2 separate regions of the Zea mays genome follow, and region 2 is linked to region 1. The links are chromatin contacts, called in public Hi-C maps. All regions are on one chromosome and are shown on one strand. Each heading gives the region's core, a stretch centred on a gene start, on an enhancer-like site or on the middle of the called end of the contact. The rest is flanking DNA. Distances are from core to core; before and after follow the strand shown. Region 1 overlaps LOC100272722. Region 2 holds the start of LOC100304222 (Calmodulin-binding receptor-like cytoplasmic kinase 3).

Region 1 (4,439 bases), core at 1,474-3,973:
GGTATCCTGACTGGTTTGGGACAACTTTCTGGTGTAATTGAAGAGGGCTATTTTACACGAATGTCTTTGCTGTTGTTTTCTAAGGCATGTCTTTATTCTAATCCTGAAGATATCGCTTTGATACCTGAATGTGTTTGGCAGAAGTTGGAAAACATGCAAACATCAACTGGTAAAATCTGTGATAATTGAATATTCAGATTTCTGAGGCAGCATATATAAATTTCATTGTATTACCTATACGATGTCCTGCTTGTTCAAGCTATTTTTTTTCTTGTTATGTACTAGGAGGTTTTGGATATATGGAGAAAGATCTCTGCCTAGCTCTGTGCCAACTAAAAAGTGAATCAGATGCTACAACTGTACTGCCCCTTCCCACCCCCTCTCCGGTACTTATGTACTGTAACATGTTTACCAAGTACCGACTTCAAATCTCTTCCATTAGGTTGCAAAAGTTCTTTCTGGATGTAATAGTCAACCAGTCAGCCCTGATTTCAAGAGCATCCGTGAATCAATCCTTCAGGTCAGTGTTTTGAATGATTATTATTATTTTTGGTCTTCTCCATCTGTATTGTCGCTTCTATTTCTACTTTATTGCACGGTTATCTGTTTCAGTTCATTACTTGATTTATATTCTCATTGTTGATCGTGCCTGCATATAAGACTCATTTTATATTTTGCTGACAGTTTCAATCTTTGTAATAACTGCACTTAGACTAAGTGTGCCCCCACAATTGTTAGTGTTTGGAACTTTTTGTTCATCTTTCTTTAAAGAAAATTCTTTCTAGCATAAGGAAACACTGACATGCTTGTATCTTTGTTCAAATTGATATTTTTTCTTGTATGCTTAATGAAATGGCAATGCAGCTCTCCTGTATCGTTCCAGGAAAAAAAGAAAGTTACTGAAGTCATATGGTGCTAATTTTATGCTTTAATTAGTACTGATCTATATAAATTTGCTATACTCATCTTGATAGGTGATGTCCTCTTTGAGTTCTATTGAAGCATACTTTGAGTTCTTCGCAGCCAGATCTGCACAAGAACATGAGGTGAGCAGTGCAACAGCCTTTCCTTTCTGGCATCATGTTTTGGATATCTTATTCAGAGTCCTAACACTTGATTAAATTTGTCACCAAGGAACTTGAAGAAGCTGAGATTGAATTGGAGCTTATTGAAAAAGAGAAGTCAGTTCCTAACTTTGTTGAGCATACCAATGATACGATGGTGCTTGCCATGCCATCATGTAAGCTCAATTACATGCAGGGTTCTCGTTAATGCTACATATTGCTATTTACATGTCTTATGCAATTTTGTTTACAGATGACCGTGATGGTAGTGAGGTTAATAAACGGCTCCAGCAAATCCGGGAAAATATTCGGTCCCTGTAAGTTTACCTATTGCACGGTCCTTCAAATTTACCGTTGTTCATTTTTTTACGAAATTCTTACAGTAGCAAGTTTGCTGTTGTATTGACTGCTATGTCGATCCAAGATATCCATGTTATCAAAACAGTTTACTTTAGATTTTAGAAGCATATTGAACTGTTAATATTCATTTGGTATGTTGTAATTTGACAGGGAAAGGTCTAGGCTGAAAGAGGAAATTACAGCGCGCAGACAAAAGAAGCTGCTTCTAAGACATGCCCGTGAAAAGTACCTAGAAGAGACACGCTCCAGGGAAACGGAGCTTATGCAAGAGCTCGACAGGTTTCTCCTTCTTAATATAATGATACACAGCGTATTCGAGAAAAAAAAGAGAGACAATAGAGTTGTTTATCCCTATTTCTTTTGTTTGTATGTCTTTGTAGGGAAAGAGCTCTCGAGATGGAACGTGAAGTAGAAAGGCAGCGTCAACTGGATATTGAGCGTGCAAAGTCTAGGGAACTGCAATTCAACATTGATTTGGAAAAAGAGAAACAAACTCAGGTACAAGGCAATTTATTCTTTCAAATTGTCATAATCTGTTAGTTTTGGAACATATACCGTTTTGCAATAAATCCTCCGTACATCCATTACTAAAAGAAACATAGTGGTAGCGCTAGTTAGAAAGCTATTTCAAGTGTCTTTTCCTGTGAAACAGCATTGGAAGTTTGAGTCACTTTCTTATTTATGACGTATGTGTTTATTGTTGTTATTGTTATTATTATTATTATGCACAGATTCTCTTGCTTGTGCTATGATTTGTGGAACCTGTGCGTGCATAGTATGTCCATGTCCTCAGTGACTCAAAGTATCATTGTTTTGTGACTGTTTCCATCTTTAGAGAGAGCTTCAACGCGAACTGGAGCAAGTCGAGTTGGGGCGGTCATCAAGGCGTGAGTTCTCTGCCAATCCCAACAGGTGTAGTCTGTGTAGTATGGTTAGAGACCGTATGTATTACTTTGGCCGTGCTCTATTCACACGCTGCGTTTACTTGCTCGTTCTGCAGCCGCTCCAGGGAGAGGTACCGCGAAAGGGATGGTGGAGGCAGAGCACAGCAGGAGGCGGGGAGCCTGAGGTCTTCGAGCAGCCGAGGCCAGGAGGGGGGCTCTGCCCAGGCGCCCGCACCGGCCGGGCCGGGCCCTACCGTCATGCTCGCCGGGTCAAGGACGTTCTCGGGGGCCAACCTTCCAACGATTCTGCAGCCTCGCGAGCGCGCTGCCGACGAGGACAGCGCTTGGGCCGAGGACGCTAGCAGCAACGGAGATCCTGAACTGGACGGCGTGAGGCCGCATGGGCCGCGAGGCAGCAGGTCATCCTCCTCTAGGCAGGTTGCGGAGAGGAGGGAGCGGGATGGCACTGCTGCCGGCACGGGCAGGAGAGAAGGGAAATGGGAGAGGAAGCAGCACCCGTGACTATTCCCTGCTTGTGTTGTGCCTAAGCCTAACGGAGGCTTCCTCAATCGCGTTGTAATTGTACTCGTATGGGCATTGGATCAGGTGGCTGCTTAGTCAACGGTACCGTGCATTGATAAAAAGGTTGGATCATCGTATGGGAACACTACCAATCAGCTGCCTGCTCAGTCAACAGCACCATTACCATCACACTCCGACTTTTGTCAGATCCCCTAAGGGTGTGTTCGGTTACACCAATCCAGAGGGGAGGATTTAAATCCCCTTCTAGTCATTTTGACTAAGAGGAGATTTAAACCCCTCCAATGATGACTAGAGGGGATTTAAACCCTTCCAATCTCTCTCTGGATTGGCCTAACCGAACAAGCCCAAAAGGCGCTCCATGGCCCACGCTCTCCCTTGGCTCTGTCGACTGCCCTCGTCCTAAGCACTAGCAGCCTGCTTAGGCTTTGTTGGGTTTGACGTGGATTGAGATGGATTAAAGAGATTAAATATTTTTTTATTTAAATTTGAATAAGAGAGGATTTAATTCCCTTTAGGGCGGCTTTGGATGCTGCATTCCCTCAGCCTCGGTAGGCCCTCAGGCGAATTGATCATGATGGGTCCTCTAGACTATAAAAATTCTATGATATACAATGGCGTAGATTAGCACTTCGTAGATAAATGATGATGTGCATTCCACCTTTGTGGTAGCACTTGGCTAAGTAATTAGAAAAACTAGTGTGAGTTAATCGGGACAAGCAAGGTGGAGGAGTACAGGTGTAGGGAGGTCCTCGGGTCGGATTGTCTTTTTAGCTTTTCGGACGAGGGATTCCTATATCGCCAGCGGGTTCTCTTCTCTAGTGGAACTTTGGAAAGGCCTCGTAGTGCTACTCTGTCTCGCTTTCTCGGTAGAGGTGTATGTGAATCATGGCCACGTGGCAGATGGGTATCACAGCTTGTGGGTAAAGATGTGCAATCTTTGTAGAGTGTAAAACTGATATATTAGCTGTGTTTATGGTCAAGAGCGACTCAGAACTCTTGTATGATTAACTTAATGAATTAATATGTCATTTGATTGCACAATAGAATTTATTATAATTGTGATATCTTATTATAATTGGTATGGGAACAGAAGCAACAAATTCTGTAGGCTCTTCACCTACAACAACATGGGTTCGAAAACCCTAAGTACGAAGTGTACTTTCGCAAGTCTTACCCGACCAAAGAAAAGACTCTCAAAGATATGCTGGCCTTTAGTCAAGGTAAGGTTTAGCAAGAACCAATGACTCAGTTTGCACAAAGCTTACTAAAGTTGGTCCTTACGAATTCTTTTTACTTATCAAGTTAAGTAGTTTCCTGAATCTAGATCTTTCCTAATCTAGATCAAGCACTTGGCCTACACTAGCCATCTTTTATCAGACCCTGAGTTTACTTGTCACTACAGTGTAGGTCAGTGACCAAGTCTTCATATCCGAGAAGTAACGGCGATCCAAATCGATTAATACCCAGCTGGGGATCTATGGCCACACGACATATGTAGCAATTAACCCTTGCATATGTCAACTTGCACCCAGGTTTCTCAAGACCAGAACAGGTTCCCACTACCCGAGAGCACAGTTACTCCACCATA
Region 2 (4,286 bases), core at 1,336-3,835, 520 kb after region 1:
AAAAAAACAATCAAACACTAATGGAGAACGACAACAGGGATGATAACATACTTCCTCTGTCCCAAAATAGATCATATTAGTTAGTGGTTTTCTGAGTGTTGGTCAGGTTGTACCCATACTGTCTGTTTAGTTAGTCTCAGTTGTTTTTGTTTTGGCAGCCCTCTCTGCTTGGTCCGGAAGGGGGCGAAATTCTATACTGGACCCCCTTTTTCTCTTAATACACAGTTCGAGAAAAAAGAAATAGACGATCTTGTAGCATTGAAATTTTATCCCAAAATTCTCACTTCACATTTCCCTAAACCCTAATACACATTTATCTTTTTTCCCAAGATATCTCTATCTCTACTCTTTGAGGGGTATTTTGGTCTTTTGGCTTCAGTTTTGATTTCCATGAGAGATTCTAAAACATCTGATACGGACCGAGGAAGTATCTATTTATGTTTTACCCCTCCATAAAATTTAAAAGCTACAATTTTTTTTGTGATGACCATGTCATCCATTATACGCTATTGTTGGTAATAACATGACAATACCTTATTAAGTCTGTACCAAATGTAAAGTATATTCTTGATAGATTTTTTTCTATTACAAAACATAGAAATATTTTCATACTATTTACACATAGATATAGTTAATTATCATCCATGACTTCCTTCAGGGACCCATAATCAAGGGCTCGTTTTTCCACTGATGATTACGATGGTAGACCTCCCTCAATTTTCCACATGGTAATCCTCATCTGGGATTGCATTGATACATACATACAATTTAGAGACAAATTTATTTATACCAAATTGGACAACAAACTGGTCAAAATTTCAGAACTAAATCGAACCAGTTATAAGATTCCAGTTTACAGTTTGATTAGTCAGACCAACAGCTGAACTAGTTACAATAACATAAATTCTGTTTCTAACTAAAGTTGCAATAGCATCTTGGCGGTGGATATCTCTTCTTTTTAGATAGGGCTTAAGAGTTCAAAGATTTAAAAAGACACGGAGTCAATGTTCGGAAACATACGTGAAAAAATGACGCAATACCAATGCCTTGAATGGATCATGGAAAAAAGCAGAAACTAAACGCGTGAAATTAAAAGAAACGGACACAGTACCATGGCTCCGAGACTCGACGATAAAAGAACAAATATATTTATACTATTGTCTGGATTTGCAAGCCAATAATTTTGGAGCTTCATTTCCGTGTCGTGGAATCCAACACGATGTGCTGCACCGATTCGGAGTTTAGGATAGCTCGGGAAACAAAAGGTATTACTTGCATTAAACAAAAAAAATATAGAAGGGACATAAAATATTGGAGTAAGACTTTGCCTAATTTTACTTCTATATCTTTTTCTATTTGGATTAGGATTAGGATTCAGTTTACTTAGGATCAGATGAATCTATTTAAATTAGAAGTCCTAGCTTTTAAGAACATGTGTCTAAGTCATACATAATTTAGACGCTAATAGGTAGATTCATCTATTTTCTACTTCAATCTTTTTCTACTTGGATTCAGCTTACTCAGGATCAGAGCGATCTATTTGGATTGGGATTCTAGCTATCTTAAGTTACTTTAAGGATCTGTGTCCAAGTCGTGCCTATGTCATATAATAAAACAGGAGCCATAGACACATACCAGTGACAGTTTCCACATTCATGAAATTAGTTATGGGAAGACGGACAAAACAATGAGCAGAAATTTTGGCTCTTCAATATTAGGTATATAGATATAGATATAGATAGATGTATGAAATAAGTCAAGTAACTGATGCAGGTATGAACACCAATTTGAACTGTTATTGTCCTACAGCGCAGCAACAATTGTCCAATCCTTATCTGATTTAGCAACTAGGAGCAAATAAGAACCAACATACCATGGCTCTTTTCGCTCCCTTCACCACAGTACTGCTTTACGGCACTCCTCCACGCATCTGAAAGGTTGCTGCAGCGGAGGCATCCACTGCCAAAGTAGAAGCCGAGCTTCTGGCAGGCAAAAACGCGATCTTGCATCAGAACCCCATTGACCGACAGGTTAAGGAGGCCATCAGAAGCATCGAAGATGACAAGCTGATCATCTCCACAAGCAGCTCCTGCAAGGGTTAGCTCCGACGACGAAGCAGAAGCCAGAGGCGAGCAGCACAGGATGAAGATGAGAGCTTGGAGAAGAGCCAAAGGAGACATCGATGCGCGGCGGATCTAGTAAAGGCATCCAAAAAAGTTTGCAAAAAGTTAGAAGTTGGTAGGCATCGAATAGCTAAATAGCTTGAGGTTAGAGTTTCGCACAGCGGACGTGGAAGGGAAGGGGTGTGGAAATACCTGGTGGGCGCTCTTCGCCGGAGAAGAGATCGGCGAAGGCTCGGGAACCCAGCGTAGGGCGGCGGCTGCGGTATCACACCCAGTCGTCGCAGATAGAGAGGGAGACAGAAAGAGAGAGCACACGCGGCGTGAATATGACAGATGCCGCGGCGGCGGCTGCTGCCGTCCAACTAGACCCGATCTGGGAAGAGGGAGGATCGATCTGGACTGAGGCGCTGTATGCGATGCGAACCAGGCGACGGCGGCAGCGAACGGACAACACGAATAGAGGAAGGAGACGGGAACGAGAGGTAGTGGGCAGTTGGGAACTTGGGCATGAGATATTTGCTACTCTTGCCATTACAATAAAAAAACAGTAAGGGCCTGTTTGTTTACCGCCCAGATTATATAATCTGAATTAAATAATCCTAAGAGGCAAACAAACAGTCCAGCTTATTTGCCCAGATTATATAATCTAACCCCTTGGATTATGATAATCCATAAGCAAGTGAGGAGGTGCTTATTTCAGATTATTTTTTTCCCACTTCCCCACTACCCTTTCAAGTTTCCTAGAAATTACCCACCATTGTCATTATAATCCACCTAATCGTTTTTGCGCCTAGTACTAGTCAATTTGGAGATGAAGAAGGTGACATGAATGCCTTCCGTGATAATATTGCTAATGCAATATTTGCCAATGTCAATTGAATTATTTTTTTTCATATATGAGTTTCAACCTAGTACAAATATAGAGGGTATTCTTGTCTTCCTCATACAAAAGAATCCTATTAACAACTCAAATAATCTGGGTAAACAAACAGGACTACTCAGATTATATAATCCAGATTATATAATCCAGATTATATAATCCTCCAAAAATAATCCAGATTATATAATCCATGGGGGTAAACAAACAGGCCCTAAAGCTTGTACTCATAAGCACATCTATAAAGACAAGACTGTCGTTCAAACACCCCCTAGACTAACAAATAGGTGACTAATTATTAGTTAAATTTAGCTGAGTTAAACTAGCTAAAAAACTAACACCCTACCTAGAAATGAAACCTTTTCTAATAAATAAATTCCAAAAATAAATTATTTAGAATTCAATAACTAGAAAGTGATTAAATTCCATTTTTTATAGTTAAATAAGTAGTTAATAGTTAGCTAGATTATTAGTTGTGGTATTTAGATGCCTCATGCTAAATCTAATAGCTGAACTACTACCTCATATGTTTAAATGTCTACAGCTAACTATTGTATTTAAACAGGGCCTTATACTATAGATTAAATAGAGTTTAAAATATAATCAATATGAGAGGTCAAATCTGTGTAAGAATATTAATTATATACATTGTCGCTAAGACTTTTTTTTATATTTGATTCCAGATAATGTGTAGGATGTGCAATAATTGCTATCTAATACTGATAATATGTTTATCTTGGGATGGGAGGTAATACGTTAGAATTCGTATCGGCTGTATGCATACATTCTCGTAATGTCTATTGCAAGATTTGTGTACCCATGCACTTTATGAAATACTCTCTCCGAGTTTTTTATATGACACTATTCAGTTCAAAATTGAACTACCAGCGACATATACAAACCAACGGAGGTAGTAGCATCTAACATAAAAATGTTGTTTATATGTACCTTAACTTTTTTTCAATTATTATTTTTTATAAGCAGCTAGAGACGCCCAAAGTATTTCTTTTAACCTTCTACGGAGTCGCATGTTGAATTTAGTAGGAAATTTAGGTATAACTTAATCTATAAAGTAAAATAGTAAAATAGAGTAGCATGACATATGCATTCCGTATTAATAGGATTATGTTATTATCAGCTAAATCAAAGTTTACAACAGAGACAAACCCGCACGCAAGGTCTACTGAGCTGAAAAAACAAAAGGGACGAATATGTAGCGGGGCTAGCGTAGGCACCGGATGCGTTGTTTTATTTTGAACCGAAGAGTGGAGAATATTCTACGACAG

The links. Hi-C and Micro-C count contacts between places; a contact is called where the count stands out from the background.
Region 2: a Hi-C map of leaf mesophyll shows a contact between it and region 1, with 3 times the contacts expected there. The contact joins the promoter of LOC100304222 here to the enhancer-like site in region 1. A contact is called at or near these places in 2 of 25 Hi-C or Micro-C datasets (leaf and leaf mesophyll).

Annotation. Positions count from the first base shown.
Region 1 is chr1:108,948,513-108,952,951 of Zm-B73-REFERENCE-NAM-5.0, forward strand. LOC100272722 reads left to right here. Exons shown (of 24, transcript NM_001360107.1): 15 at 1-169; 16 at 286-359; 17 at 443-520; 18 at 975-1,046; 19 at 1,135-1,240; 20 at 1,318-1,381; 21 at 1,575-1,703; 22 at 1,805-1,922; 23 at 2,260-2,336; 24 at 2,425-3,018. The coding sequence ends at 2,830. Among protein-coding and RNA genes, the nearest start is that of LOC103644846, 17 kb to the right of the region's middle. Within about 2 kb of position 2,724, at least 19 of the 20 cell types and tissues checked have an H3K27ac peak or open chromatin away from gene starts, as enhancers often do. A contact at or near this core is called in leaf and leaf mesophyll, where this site is marked.
Region 2 is chr1:109,467,767-109,472,052 of Zm-B73-REFERENCE-NAM-5.0, forward strand. It overlaps LOC100304222 (Calmodulin-binding receptor-like cytoplasmic kinase 3), which reads right to left and starts at 2,586. Exons shown (of 8, transcript NM_001328350.1): 1 at 2,316-2,586; 2 at 1,874-2,195. The coding sequence starts at 2,180.